Regions from separate parts of the Mus musculus genome. Here all the other regions are linked to region 3. A link is a contact called in public Hi-C and promoter capture Hi-C data. All regions are on one chromosome and are shown on one strand. The core of a region is the stretch at or near the end of the contact, and the rest is flanking DNA. Distances in the headings are between cores, read along the strand shown. Region 1 holds the start of Gpn2 (GPN-loop GTPase 2). Region 2 holds the start of Nudc (nudC nuclear distribution protein). Region 3 holds the start of Ldlrap1 (low density lipoprotein receptor adaptor protein 1). Region 4 holds the start of Zdhhc18 (zinc finger, DHHC domain containing 18). Region 5 holds the start of Eloa (elongin A).

Region 1 (2,700 bases), core at 173-2,672, 1.2 Mb before region 3:
TTTCTCTGGACTCTCGCTTCTTCCTTTGCAGGGCATCGGCCGGAAGGTGATGGAGCGCCAGGGCTGGGCTGAAGGCCAGGGCCTGGGCAGCAGGTGCTCCGGGGTGCCTGAGGCCCTGGATGGAGATGGCCAGCATCCTAGATGCAAGCGCGGCTTGGGGTGAGTGCACCTGAGGGGCTCCCTAGGCCATTGTCCAGCTGTGCTGCTGTCTGCTTTCCCTCTTGCCATTGTTTTGAGGTGGGTGTGGGCCCCTCTAAATGAACAGCTTCACAGCAGGTGTAGAAATAGATGACACTGTCCTTATTTTCATTTTAAACCCAATCCTACAACTTAAAGGATCACGGGGCCCTCAGGGAAGTCATTTCCTCAAGTCTGGGTTTTGGCTTCATAAGGGAGTCTGTTGTGGAAATGAAAATTCCCAGGTCCCTGATAGTTGACACTCCTCTCCAGAGGCTGGAGAGCAGAATTTGGAGACAATGCTTTGTCTTTGGTGCTGGAGGTGTGGCTCAGGAGTGAGTGTGTCCTTGCCCCGGGTTCTTGTGCTATGAGCATGAGACCGCTCTGATAGAACAAACCAGATATGTAGTAATTACTTCCTGTCTCTTGCTAACCTCTTTACTGGGCTTTGAAGAGAGCAGCCTTCTCACCAAGAGCTCTGTTTTATCCAGATACCATGGAGAGAAGTTACAGCCATTTAGGCAACTGAAGAGGCCCCGTCGAACTGGCTTGGGGCTCATTTCCACCATCTATGATGAGCCTCTGCCCCAAGACCAGGGGGAGACCTTGCTCCGGCGCCAGCCACCCACCAGCATGAAGTTTCGGACAGATATGACTTTTGTGAAGGGTTCTAGCTGTGCCTTGGACAGACCTGAGCCCGAGTGAGCCTATGTCCTTGGTCAGGATCACTCTGCGGCAGGGACTTAGCCCTCTGCCTGGATCTTGCCCTGTGGACCTGAGAAGCAGCCCAGAGCCTGGGAGCAGCCCTGAGCATGCCCAGTTTCTCTACCTCAAAGATGATATCACCAAAAGCCCCTCCGTCTCCTGGGGTGTTTGTGCCTAAAGGCCTTCCCTTGGTCTCCAGGCCCTAGTGCTTGTTTGGGTTTGCCCAGAACAGTGAAGATCTGGACTGCCTGTGGCACCGTCCAGTCGGGTTTGAGGGTTGTCTGAAGAGCTCCGTGAAGCTGGGAAAGGGGACCAGAGAATTGATCCAGAGAGCGTCGCGGTCCCTTACCACGTCTACCCTCTGCCTAGAGACGGATCGGTGCGAGAATAAACCAGTTTACCCGGCATGGAGATCTGCCTTAGTGAAGCCTGGGGAAATCTTAAAACCGGAGGTGTGCGGTTGCGTGACCACAGCCTATGCCGTGGCCGTGTGGGTGGGACTTCCTCTCCAGACAAGTTCCGGCGGAATCCGGAAGTCGGAACTTTTCCCTTCCTTGCCGGGTAGTTTGTTCGTTTTTCTGCTTGAGTTTACTTGGTGAGGCGCCCGTGGGCTGCCAGCTCCACCCATGGCGGGGGCCGCCCCGACTACGGCCTTCGGGCAGGCAGTGATCGGGCCCCCGGGCTCGGGGAAGACCACGTACTGCCTGGGCATGAGTGAGTTCCTGCGCGCTCTGGGGCGGCGCGTGGCGGTGGTGAACCTGGACCCCGCTAACGACGGACTGCCTTACGAGTGTGCGGTGGACGTGGGCGAGCTGGTGGGGCTGGGCGACGTGATGGACGCGCTGCGCCTGGGGCCCAACGGTGGCCTGCTCTACTGCATGGAGTACCTGGAAGCCAACCTGGACTGGCTGCGCGCCAAGCTGGAGCCCCTGCGAGGCCACTACTTTCTCTTCGACTGCCCCGGCCAGGTGGAGCTCTGCACGCACCACACCGCCCTACGCAGCATCTTCTCCCAAATGGCCCAGTGGGACCTCAGGGTGTGTCTCGGGTCGGGCAGAAGGAATCCCTGAGACCGGGAGGCGGATAGGTGCCACGCCCCCAAGTTACATTGGGAGATAGCGGCTGAGTTAAGTTTGAAGCAGAACTAAAGCCTCTGAGATAGAATTTTAGCTCGGCCCCAACTCATTTCATGGTCTTGGAAAGTCCTTTCACTCAGTTTTGTCATCTCTAAAATGAATGTGACAGTTCCCAATTTTAAAAACAGTGGAAGTGACTACACAGAAAGTGGCTTAGTGATTGGTTAGTTGGTGTTCAGAAGTGTGATGAAAGAGTAGAGAGGTAGGTGCAGTGTGATTTGAACCCTTTGTCCACTGCAGGAACTGTGCAAGAGACCTTGGAAGAGGTGTTGGAGATTAGCTCAGTGGTAGAGAACTTGTCTAACAAGCAGAGGCCACAGTCCCTGGGTTTGGTCCCCAGAATAGTAGGAAGGACAAAATGGTAAAATTGCCCCCTATCTTCTTGGAGGAGGACATGATGTTATTAAATTTAAATTAAGTTGCCTGGCGGTGGTGGTGCACGCCTTTAATCCCAGCATTTGGGAGGCAGAGGCAGGCTGATTTCTGAGTTCGAGGCCAGCCTGGTCTACAGAGTGAGTTCTAGGACAGCCAGGACTACACGGAGAAACCCTGTCTTGGAAAAAAAAAATTAAGAACAAGAGGCAGGAAAATATCTCAGGCCTGTAACCCCAGCAATGTGGTGTGGAGGCAGAAAGAGTTCTGGGCCATCAAGCCCTGTCTCAAGCAGGCACATGAACAGGAA
Region 2 (2,700 bases), core at 113-2,612, 1.2 Mb before region 3:
CCAGTCACGCACCATCTTATCCTGACCAGCAAGATGAATCACTGGGTAAAATTGACTGCCTCAAAATCCTAGCAACTCAACCCTAAAAACCCAGATACTGGTGGCAGGAATAAACTGGCCCCTTAAAACTGTCCTGTCACAAACACTACTACTACTACTAATAATAATAATAATAATAATAATAATAATAAATTTCTTTGGTTTTGTTTTTTTTCTGAGACAAGGCTTCTCCGTGTAGCCCAAGCTGTACTAGAACCCATTCTGTAGACTAGGCTGGCCTCAAATTCAAAGATCCACCTGCCTCTGGCTCCTGAGTGCTGGGATTAAAGCAACACCCGGCTCCAAATAATTTTTTAAAGCAAGAAACCCTCAACAAATTCCCCAAATGCAAAGCCTAGTCTCTTCCGTGTCTGCATCCCCAGGACCCAGTCTTATTATGTGTCTGGTACACGACAATGACAAGTACTTAGGTGCTAGGCAGGGTGGCCCATATCCAAGTTCCCGCACTCTGAAGACAGAGGAAGAATAACCCTGATTTGGAAGTCACTTGGTCTATATAGCAAGTTCTGCGTAAGCCAGGGATATAGAGCAAGACCCTGACTCAAGAAAAAAAAACAACAGGAACTGATATTCCTAAGCTTCACCTCACAGACGAGGTAACTGAGGATAAACCAGGAGGGAGCTTAACCTACAGGTCTCCGGCTCACTTCCTCAGTCAGTATACTTTCAAGTATAAAGAGACCACGTGCTAACCGCCCCCCCGGGCTCTCACTACCCTACACAGTATTGATAGGCAGGCTCCACTTTGGGTAAGATGCAGATCATATCGAGAAGAGTCGGCCCAGAGATGCTCTAAAGAGTAACCACCATTAGGGATGCTCTACACAGTAACCATTAAAATGAAAGCAGAAACACCCGTGGAGCGCAGAGTGGGTGCGGAAGCTCTGGGGTCACTCTGGGACAACGAAAACTGCTCTTGGGGGCTAAGTGCAGGGCGCTGACGGCGTTGGAGCGAGACTTCACTCGCGGGCTGGGCAGACCGGAAGCTGGGACGCGGGGACCCGGGGACCCGCGCGGCCGGGGTGGGGGAGGTCTCGGCCGACCGCGGAGAAGGGCTGCGGCGCGGGCCACGTCGTTTACCTCCTGCACGCCGCCCTCGTGCTGCTGCGCCATGGCCAGCAGCATGCCGTCGAAGCGCTCCTCCTCCTGCTCCCCTCCCATCGTGCTGCGCCCCGAGCTCCGCACTCGCGTTCTGCGATGCCCGCGCTCCCCACGGTTCGCGCGGGCCCAACGGCTCCCCTCGCTAGCCTTCCGCAGCGGAGCCGGAAACACGCAGGAGCCGCCCGGCCGTGCGGGTTCGCCCTTCCCGGCTTTCTTCCCGCCTCCCCGCCCATCGGTGCCCATTGAGCTCCCGGAACACAACCCGCTTCTCTGGCCATTGGCTAAGCCGAGGAGCAAATCAACAGTCGCGGTCCCAAGGCAGTGGGCGGGGCTCGCTGCCGCAGAGTTTGGCTTGAGTTGCTATGGTCACCAGATACCTGGGAGCTTTCTAGAAAGCTCTGAGCTCACATCTTAATAGGGCTGGAAGTTTTGATCAAGTGATACTGTTAGCCTTCTCCTCCTACAAGCCGCAGTTAAGACTCAGGAAGAAAGCACTCACCAAAGGGTCAACCTACTAGACGTTTAAGAAAAGAGCACAAAACTGTAGTTTGAGTAGAACAGTTTTACAAACTGTTTGCACTAGGATTAATGCTCTTTCATTACTGTCTGAAAATCCTTAGTTTTTCTGTTTTTTTGTTTGTTTGTTTTGTCGTTGCTGTTGACGGCAGAGGTGATGGCTTGTTTTGTTTTGTTGAGACATGCCCCGTGTATCCAAGGCAAAGACAAACTTGTGTTCCTGGCCTGCCTGCCTTCACTTCCAAGCACTGAGATTGCATGCAGGCTTGTATAGCCTGAAGATTCCCCACCGCCGGCGCGTACATTTATTTATTACTTTGTAAACCTGAGAGTGCTATACTGTTACAAGATTATTACATTAACTTTTCCAGAGAGCCTGGCTATCTCACACCTTGGAATAGGAACTCTTAAGGGTTGAACGTCACTCCCAAAGAGCAGGTTCCTTCTATCAGATTGAGGTCTCTGAGAGCTGGTCTGGGTCATCTCCATGTTAGAAGCTGTGCTGATTAATTTTATATCAACTTGACATTAGAGTCAGCAGAGAGGAGGGTGCCACAATTGAGAAAATGCATCCTTAAGATCCTTCTGTAGGCAAACCTGTAGGGTGTTTTCTTAATTAGTGATTGATGGAGAAGGTCAGCCCACAGTGGGTGGGGCTATCTGTGGGCTAGTGGTCTTGAGTTCTATAAGGAAGCAACACCTTCTATGATCTCTGCATCAGCTCCTGCCTCCAGGTTCCTACCCTGTTTGAGTTTCTATTCTTACTTTCTTCAAAGATGGACTAATATGTGGAAATGTAAGCCAAATAAACCTTTTTCTCCCCAATCTGTTTTTGGTCATAGTATTTCATCACAGCAAAAGAAACCCTAGTACAAGCCAGGCAGTGGTGGCAGGTGCCTTTAATCCCAGCACTTGGGAGGCAGAGACAGGTGGATTTCTGAGTTCGAGGCCAGCCTGGTCTACAGAGTGAGTTCCAGGACAGCCAGGGCTATACAGAGAAACCCTGTCTCAAAAAAAAAGAAA
Region 3 (2,700 bases), core at 100-2,599:
TAAGGCTGGAGCTGGAAGGGAAACTTCTCACCATCCAAAATGTACCCTGATGCCCTAGATTCATCCCCTGCTTCCTGGCTCCCTCCCCTTCAGACCTCTTCCCCACCCACCCTTCTCTCTCTTGTCCCAGTAGAAAAACCACAGGGTTCGTCCACTGGAAGAGAAGGTCACACTCAGAAGCCCTGGTCACATCCCACGAATTTTTGAAGGGCTATTTTGGTAGTTAAGTGTGGAAGTCAGTACATGCCCTGCCCAAGGGGCCTCTGACCCCACCCCCGCCAGTAGGCACCAGCACGCGTTCCCGATGCCAGTCAGGGCTAGGAGGAGCCCACAACTGGAACACCACAGTGGGAATGAGGAGGGGCAGGGCGGGCTCCCGAGGCCCAGACACGCTGGCGCTCCAGGGACTAGGAAACTCGGGCTCCCCTGGTGGAGCCCGGCAAGGGAAGGTGCTGACGAGAAGCTGGGGGCGGGGAGGGGGTACTGTTAGTGGGAGAGGTGGGGGGCCCCAGGTAGGTGGCAGGTGAGGGTGTGCCGCGAGCCCGGGTACTTTGGCTTCACATCAGAAAGGGAAGGCCTGGGTGATCATCCCACGCGAATGAAAAGGGAGGAGGGACCTAAGCTAGGTTTCTCAGGCCTCGGGGGAGGGTGCCAGGTGACGGCTCTCCGAAAGTAACCCGAGAGGTGGCTGGGGGAGGCTCCTCTCCACCCTTCCAGACTCCCGGGAGAAATGGCAGCGAGTCTGAGTCTGCCTTTTGCCTAGGTGCCCAGGGACTCGGACCAGCCCCCAAGGAAAAGTACGGAGGAAAACAGGGTTTGTAAATAGCCTGGGCTCCAGCCTCGCCACCTGGACGCGTCCAGAGGGGAGGAAGCGGGACCCTGAATGGCACCCGGGCTGGGATCGCCCCTCGAGGCAGGGACCTGCGAAACTCCAGCGTCCAGAGGGGACCCTGTAGGTTGTGCTGGAGTGGGTAGAGAGGCTCTAGACGTCCCCTTCGCGCCACACCTGGGGACCCCGAGTTAAGCCTGATCCCTGTCGACCTGCCCCAGACGTGCAGCCGGACATGACCCCCGGCCCCGCCGCGCGGGGCGGGACGAAGCCACCCAGTCCACCTTGGCCCGGAGCTCGGCGGAGGCCCGACCCGGGGCGCATACACTCACTGCGGTGCCGGCCGCCCGCCCAGCTCTGCTTGGCCAGACTGGGGCTCCGGATTAGCGCGCGCCCCGCCGACTTGAGCGCGTCCATGGCCCGCTCCGGTTGTCGCCGCCGCCACTGACGCCGCTACCGCCGCCAAAACTCCTCCAGGAAAACTTTCCGCCGGGCCAGGCGGCGCGCGCCCGCTGCGCTCCTCCCCCGCCCTCCCCGCGACGTCTAGGGGCGGGGCCGGAGGGGCTACGCCCACCGCCACGCCCCTAGAGCGCAACCCCGCCCTTCCCGGACCTGGACCGGCTCCGAGGCTGCACGCGCGGTGTTCCTAAACTCAGAACCCACCAAGGCTCCCAGCCCAGCGCCTTTCCCCGTTCTCTAGCTACGGGATCCCATGGCCTTCTAGATAGCTCAGCTAAAAGGCACCTGGATACCGTTTCACCGATGGGAAGAGTGAAAGGTAGAACGATAAGGGTCTTGTTCAAAAATAAGAGAAAGAAAAAAACGATAGATGGGAAGGAGAGGGTCGAGTGGATAAAGGCACTTGCCGCCAAGCTTGACAATGATCCCGGAGACAACACGGTAGAAGAAGAGAATCAACTCCTGCAAATTGTCCTCTGACCTCCTGGCGCTAACAGTGGCACCTCCCCCATTGCTTACATACACAAAATAAATGTAAATAATTAAATAAATATGAGTGAGGGGCGCACCAAAGCAATGGGAGTCTTTGAACGAGGGAATGAAGGCCGCGAATTTTGCTGGGAAGGATCGGGAGTGTATTGGTAGATGCCCTTAGCAGCTTTCTTAGCTGTCCTCTGCCCCCACAGTCTCAGGGACATTGCAACCTTAGACGCAGACTCAGGCATGCTGTGTGACCCAGGCTGTCCTTCCCTGCTCTGAGTCATGATATCTGTCAAATGAAGCGTGATCCTATCTGTAGTGCACCCACCGGCCTGTCTGGGCAGGCCCTCGGTGTGTAGCCTTGCTCTAGCCTGTTTCCAAGGCAGCACCTGCTCCAGCCCCAGGAAGCTGGTAATTTAACTCTAGAGCCAGGAGCGATGGCTCAGACCGGTAATCATAGCGCTCATGGAGCTGAAGCAGGAGGATTCCTGCAAGTTCCAAGGCATCCTGGGGTATAGAGTGAAACTTTGTCTCAGAAAACCCAAATAACAAAGAATTCTAACTATTAAAAAAAAACCAAGAAAACAAAACAAAAAACCAAAAAACCCGCTAACCCTTGGTTCAGACTGTGCCCAAAGGAGTCTGGCGTTCACTACCTGGCTTCCAGAAGCTGGGCTTCAGCAGCGCAGCTGTGACCTCTGGCTAGTTTCAGAAGCCAGCAGATCTCTTCTGGCTGGGAGACACACATGCTGTGTGCTCTAGCTGCCCAAGGAGGCCTGGCTCACATTCCACTCTTTCTAAACCTCCTGTCTGTTCCAAGTGCTCCGCCTGAGTGGACAGTACAGCCAGCCATAGCCTCCTTTACAGCAGGAGACACGACATACCTGTGGTTCCCCAAGAGTCAGAGAGTGATGCCTCAGTGGGAATCCTAG
Region 4 (2,700 bases), core at 84-2,583, 1.1 Mb before region 3:
CAGGCCACACAATTAGTGGGAGGTGGAGCTGGGACTGGAGCCAGAGATGGAGTTCTTAACCATAATGAATAATAAAAGAAACCAATAGGAAGAAGTAGGAGGGAAAGGTGGGACTCACCCCGGGTGCGTTCAAGTGGGGGTGTATGTGCCCTCAAGGAGTCACAGGGCAAGTGACTCCAGCTAGAGGCTGAGGGTGGGTGGAAACTTTGGATGCATGAGTGGCCCGAGAAAACTATAAGCAGCCACTCCTCCATCCTTCAGTCCTAAAACGGAGCTACAGTGTAGGCCAACCCTAGGTCACTGGGAAAAGGTCAGAAGCCCATAGGGGCAAATAAGACAGGCCGTGTGAAAGCACTCAGGTCTCTTTCCTGAAAAGGATCTTGATGCCGCCCGCTGTCCCGGTGGTGGACCGCCACCGAGGGATGCAGAGTGTCCGGAGGGGAAAGAGACAGGGCAGGGTGGGAGACACCTAGAGGACTAGGGAGCTAAGAGAGCGTCGGGAAGAAGCTTTGGAGAAACTAAGGAAAGTGCTGGAGAGAGAAGGGCCTGTCTGAGAGGCCCAGAGATGCTTTAGGGAGGACTGCCTCCGGGCCTAGGGTGACCATGACTGAGGGAAAGCGGGTGTGGGAGCCAGGACCCTGTAGAACCTTGGAGGGACTTGAGAGGACGCCTAGAAAAATTCATGGTAGGGTGTCCACAGCCAAAGGACACAAAAACTTACTTGTCTGAGGACAGGAATGAAAGACGCCTAGAAGGGTCAGAAAGAGCCTGGGATAGGCAAGAACCAGCCAGTGAGTGACCGCAGGTGGACCTGAGGGACCCGGCAAAAGCTGGTGACCCGGGCGGGGCACCCAAGGTCCGGGTGGCGAGAAGGGGTTCCGGGGTTCCGGGGCGGCGGGCGGAGGCCCGAGGGCTCACGGATGCGGGCGGGGAAGGAGCGGCGGCCGGGGACGCAGTGCCGGGGTGGGGGTGGGCGAACTCACTCGAAGACGAAGAAGAGGATGGTGGTGCTGAGGATGAGCAGCAGCGTGAGCGCGAAGACGCCGCCGTGGCCGGCCAGCATGAGCCGGCCTCCGCAGTAGAAGCGGTTGCGGCCCGGGAACACCTCCCACTTACGCCGGGGCCGGCGGCCCAGGCTCCCGCTGCCGCTGCCGCTGCCGCTCCAGCGCGGCGCGCCAGGCGCGGGCCCGGGGCTTGGAGCAGGGGGCGCGGCGGGGCCGGGGCGACGCGCCCCGGGGGAGGCGGGCGGCGGGGCGGCCCCGGGGCTTATCTGCTGGTACTCGCAGTCCTTCATGCGGCCGGCCGCGGGCCTCGGCTCCGCGCCCGGCCGCTCCGGGACCGGGCCGAGCAGCGGAGGTGGCGGCGGCGCGCGCGGCGCTGGCGGGCGGGCAGGCAGGCTCGCTCGGGTTGGCCTCTCCGCTGCCGCCCCGCCCCCGGCTCGCTCCGCAGCGCCTCCTGCGCCCAGCCCGGGCTCTGCAGATGCGGCCTCCAGGGCTCCCTCAGCTGCCGGTGCTCTCAGACCCTGCCTTAGGAGTCAGAGATTCAGGGGACAGCTCAGGCACTCCAGGCTCGCCCACCTCTGAGGGCAAGCTGGTAAGGGTGCTTTGAAAGTTCCGAGTGTCTAAAGGGGTGTGAGTGAAATATCCTTTAGTCTTTCCCTCCCTGCTGTCCTAGGTTCAACCCTGGGTTCTAGATAATCCCCAAATGGAGATCATGCCTAAGGGCCCCAAACTTTTTTCAGGTGGGTGTTTTCACAACAGACCTAACCAACCAGGAACTGGGGTGGGCTAACTCCTGGTGACTGAGACAAGTAGGGTTCAAGGACCTTCAGGCCAAGGTCCAAGGTGAATTTGCAACGAGCTGGGCTACAAGTGAGTCCCTGTTTCAGCTGAAAACACACACACACACGCGCACACTATATTTTCTAGGACTCAGGTCGGAAGTCCAGAAATATTTTAGCAAATTCTTTTACATGCATCACCCCCAAAGCTCATAGGGCTAAATCAGGCAGTCTTATCTGGAGCAAATGGGGTCCAGCCTCCTTGCAAACCATTCAAGTTGATGGTGGAACTTATTTCTCGTGATGTGACTGGAGGCCTGGGAGTTTTGCTGAAACTCCACCCAAAGTTACTAGAGCTCATTGCAGTGGCTCACCAGCGAGGTTTCTCTGAAGGACTTGTGCACTTCCTGAACCTGACAAGGAGAGTTTAGCATCCATTTGTGAAAACAGGGATTGCTAGCTGGCTATGGTGGCCCACGCCTTTACTCCCAGCACTTGGGAGGCAGAGGCAGGCGAATTTCTAAGTTCGAGGCCAGCCAGGTCTACAGAGTGAGTTCCAGAACAGCCAGGGCTACACAGAGAAACCCTGTCTCGAAAAACAAAACAAAAGAACAGGGATTGTTTTGCTTTTGGGATACTTGAGTATCCCACCCAGGACCTCACCAGCTGGGCAACCCCTGTCTCTAGCACTGAGCTGCTCCACCTGCCCTAAGACAGATCATTTGTGTTTGTGTGACTGAACGTGCACGTGGGGAGACCGAGAGGGCAGGCCTACGTATGCATGGAGGCCTGAAGAAGGTCTCAGATCCTTCAGAGCCGAAGTTCACTGTAAGATACCTAAATGGTTAGGTAGATGCTGGGGTCTGAACTGGGGCACCCATGATTGTTCGGCAAGTACTCTTAACCACTGTGATGGTTTG
Region 5 (2,700 bases), core at 106-2,605, 1.3 Mb after region 3:
ATTATATTACATGGAGGATTTTTATTTTTTTTAACCTGATGGCAGAAACAACAAAATGAGGGTGGTTACTTTAAGGTCAGTCACAAATCTTATAGTGTTCAGAAAGACAATCTGGGACTTGGAAATAATGACCATTTATTAGATGCCCACAAAGGGTTATTGTAAAAAGAACTTGTAAATATGTCTGACCAAAGGTCCCCAAGGCCTCCAAAGAAAGTAAAACACAAGACAATTGAAACATTTACGTTTTCGCTGACTTATAACAACAGCTTCTGAAGAAGTGTATCTCTGAGCTAAAGGAGGGTAGTTAAAAAGTGGCCCGGAGGTTGAGAGGTAGTGACCCAACTAGGAACAAGAAGAGTGAATGGGGTCCCTGACTGGAAATTCTGATGGTGATTAACACTTATAAAGAGCACTTGGGTCTAGCTGGTATTTCAGGAAGAAACTAGAGAAGGGACAGGTCGAGCAGAGAACTCCTCCAAAGTCCCGAGCTGGTGCTGGCTAGGAACCTAGATTGCATGTGTAAGTCCGCTCGCTGTCTCCCTCCACCACTTCCTCTTCCACTCAGCTCGCTGGACACTTCACCTTTTAGGAACCTCAGGCCCAGGCTAGAATGCTGACAAGCCATGTCACACCCTTTGGTGTTTTCGGCTAGAGACTACAGTGAAAACGATTCTAATTCCCACCATACCCTCTTCGTAGAGCTCAGAGAAGCCTAGACACCCGGGGGACCGCGAGGGGATACAATGTATTTAAAAAGTAACAGTTTCTAAAAAGGAGCAACAAAGTAGTTAAGTGCAATTAAACATGGTTGCTCATCACAGCCTGGTCCCACCTTCCAGTATGTCAGAGCGGAGTTAACACGCTCACGCCCTCATCCAGGACCCGAGCTCCAGGAGCAGAGCTCGAAAAACCCCAAGGCGTTCCCCGTTTTCTCGGCTAAAGGGCAGGGTACAGCACAGGGGTCCTCGAGCCGCAGGACCCCCAAGCAGCGGACGGAGTCGCTCGGCTGCAACGGGGAAACAGCTGGCGCGGCTGCCCGAACCCCGGGGAGAGCCGCAAGGCCCGGCCGCCCCTCCAGTCCTCAGCCCCCAGCCGGGGTGCGCCCGCCGGCCGCGAACTCCCCACTGCCCCGCGCCGCTCCGTGGGGCCTGGCTCCGGGTCGGAGGAGAACCCCACTGCGCCCTGCCCGCGACCGTTACAGGGCCCGCGCCGCGCCCAACGCCCGCCCGCGCCGCCCGCCCGCCCGCCGCTCACCTTCTTGGGGTCCGGGTTCGCAGCCAGGCGCGCCTGGAGCTTCTCCACAACTTGGAGCGCCGACTCCGCCGCCATCGCTGTCACTGGCGCGGCCTCCTCGCCGGAACTGGGCTCGCGTCGCGTCCTCGGGCCGCAACTCCGCCCTCCGTGAGGGCCCGGCGGAGACGGAAGCGCGAATGGTCCCTTCCGGGCCTCCGCTGGGGGTGTGTGTATGTGTGGAAGGCCTCAGGACCCGCCCCCGCGCCAGACCACGCCCACTATATCACGGCGATCTGTCGAATACAGCACAGGTCACGCCCCCGACACGCCCAACCCAGAGCCACGCAACCAGCCACGCCCCCAAGCCTGTATTCTGCAAGCCAAACTCTGGCTTTAACTCTCACGCACCGCCTTTCCAGTCATACGCTCGTTTTCGCCTAAGGGTGGGTGGAGTCAGTGATCAGGGTCCGACGCGGCTCCAGGGACCCTTGGAGTGGAAGGAAAGAACTGACTCAGGTAAATTATCTGACTTCCACCTGCAAGCTGTGACACACCCTCGCAATAAAAGAAATCGTGTAATTTTAAAGTAACTTAACGGTATTGTAATTTTGGGAAAGCAATCCAGGCTGTCTGGTTTCAAGGCAATTTGAAACACTAGAAATAAAAATAATAACACATTATTAACCACCTTGTCTGCAAAATCAGAGAGCAGCCCCTTTTATTAGACTGTTCATGTGACATTCTTTTCTTTTCTTTCTTTCTTTCCTTTCTTTCTTTCTCTCTTTCTTTTTATTTCTTTTCTCAAAAAGGATTTCTATGTGTAGCCTTGGAGGTCCTGGAACTCACTCTGTAGACGAAGCTAGCCTTAAACTCACAGAGATCCACCTGCCTCTACGTCCTAAGGGCCAGGATTAAAGTTGTATGCCACCACCACCTGGCTCCATTTAAAAATAAATTAAATCATAATGAATAAAAAGTCATAATATATTAAAAACCAAACTGAACTACATGAGATTCTGTCAGAAAAGAGCCGCTGGGCGTGGTGGTGCACGCCTTTAATCCCAGCACTCGGGAGGTAGAGGCAGGAGGATTTCTGAGTTCAAGGCCAGCCTGGTCTACAAAGTGAATTCCAGGACAGCCAGGGCTATACAGAGAAACCCTGTCTCGAAAAACCAAAAAAGAAAAAAAGAAAAGAAAAGAGCCAGGCAGTGGTGATGCATGCCTTTAATCCCAGCACTTGGGAGGCAGAGGCAGGTGGATTTCTGAGTTCAAGGCCAGCCTGGTCTACAGAGGGAGTTCCAGGACAACCAGAGTTACACAGAGAAACCCTGTCTCAAAAAACCTGTATATCCCTGGCTGTCCTGGAACTCACTTTGTAGACCAGGCTGGCCTTGAACTCAGAAATCCACCTGCCTCTGCCTCCCAAGTGCTGGGATTAAAGGTGAATGCCAAAAATAAATCTTT

Evidence for each region. Promoter capture Hi-C pulls out the DNA fragments that hold promoters and counts their contacts. Hi-C and Micro-C count contacts between places; a contact is called where the count stands out from the background.
Region 1: a promoter capture Hi-C map of liver shows a contact between it and region 3, with 2.4 times the contacts expected there. The contact joins the promoter of Gpn2 here to the promoter of Ldlrap1 in region 3. A contact is called at or near these places in 2 of 39 promoter capture datasets (liver and pre-B cells).
Region 2: a contact with region 3 is called in a promoter capture Hi-C map of liver, with 2.8 times the contacts expected there. The contact joins the promoter of Nudc here to the promoter of Ldlrap1 in region 3. A contact is called at or near these places in 2 of 39 promoter capture datasets (liver and pre-B cells).
Region 4: a contact with region 3 is called in a Hi-C map of B cells, with 9 read pairs. The contact joins the promoter of Zdhhc18 here to the promoter of Ldlrap1 in region 3. A contact is called at or near these places in 3 of 39 promoter capture datasets (hippocampal neurons, liver and neutrophils) and 1 of 484 Hi-C or Micro-C datasets (B cells).
Region 5: a contact with region 3 is called in a Hi-C map of B cells, with 7 read pairs. The contact joins the promoter of Eloa here to the promoter of Ldlrap1 in region 3. A contact is called at or near these places in 1 of 39 promoter capture datasets (pre-B cells) and 1 of 484 Hi-C or Micro-C datasets (B cells).

The regions. Positions count from the first base shown.
Region 1 is chr4:133,582,951-133,585,650 of GRCm38.p6, forward strand. It overlaps Gpn2 (GPN-loop GTPase 2), which reads left to right and starts at 1,423. Exons shown (of 5, transcript NM_133884.2): 1 at 1,423-1,919. The coding sequence starts at 1,509. Gpatch3 (G patch domain containing 3) reads left to right here. Exons shown (of 7, transcript NM_172876.2): 6 at 32-159; 7 at 669-1,292. The coding sequence ends at 882.
Region 2 is chr4:133,544,665-133,547,364 of GRCm38.p6, forward strand. It overlaps Nudc (nudC nuclear distribution protein), which reads right to left and starts at 1,363. Exons shown (of 8, transcript NM_010948.3): 1 at 1,141-1,363. The coding sequence starts at 1,221.
Region 3 is chr4:134,766,655-134,769,354 of GRCm38.p6, forward strand. Ldlrap1 (low density lipoprotein receptor adaptor protein 1) reads right to left here and starts at 1,350. Exons shown (of 9, transcript NM_145554.2): 1 at 1,162-1,350. The coding sequence starts at 1,246.
Region 4 is chr4:133,632,096-133,634,795 of GRCm38.p6, forward strand. It overlaps Zdhhc18 (zinc finger, DHHC domain containing 18), which reads right to left and starts at 1,334. Exons shown (of 8, transcript NM_001017968.2): 1 at 984-1,334. The coding sequence starts at 1,294.
Region 5 is chr4:136,020,294-136,022,993 of GRCm38.p6, forward strand. It overlaps Eloa (elongin A), which reads right to left and starts at 1,356. Exons shown (of 11, transcript NM_013736.4): 1 at 1,258-1,356. The coding sequence starts at 1,332.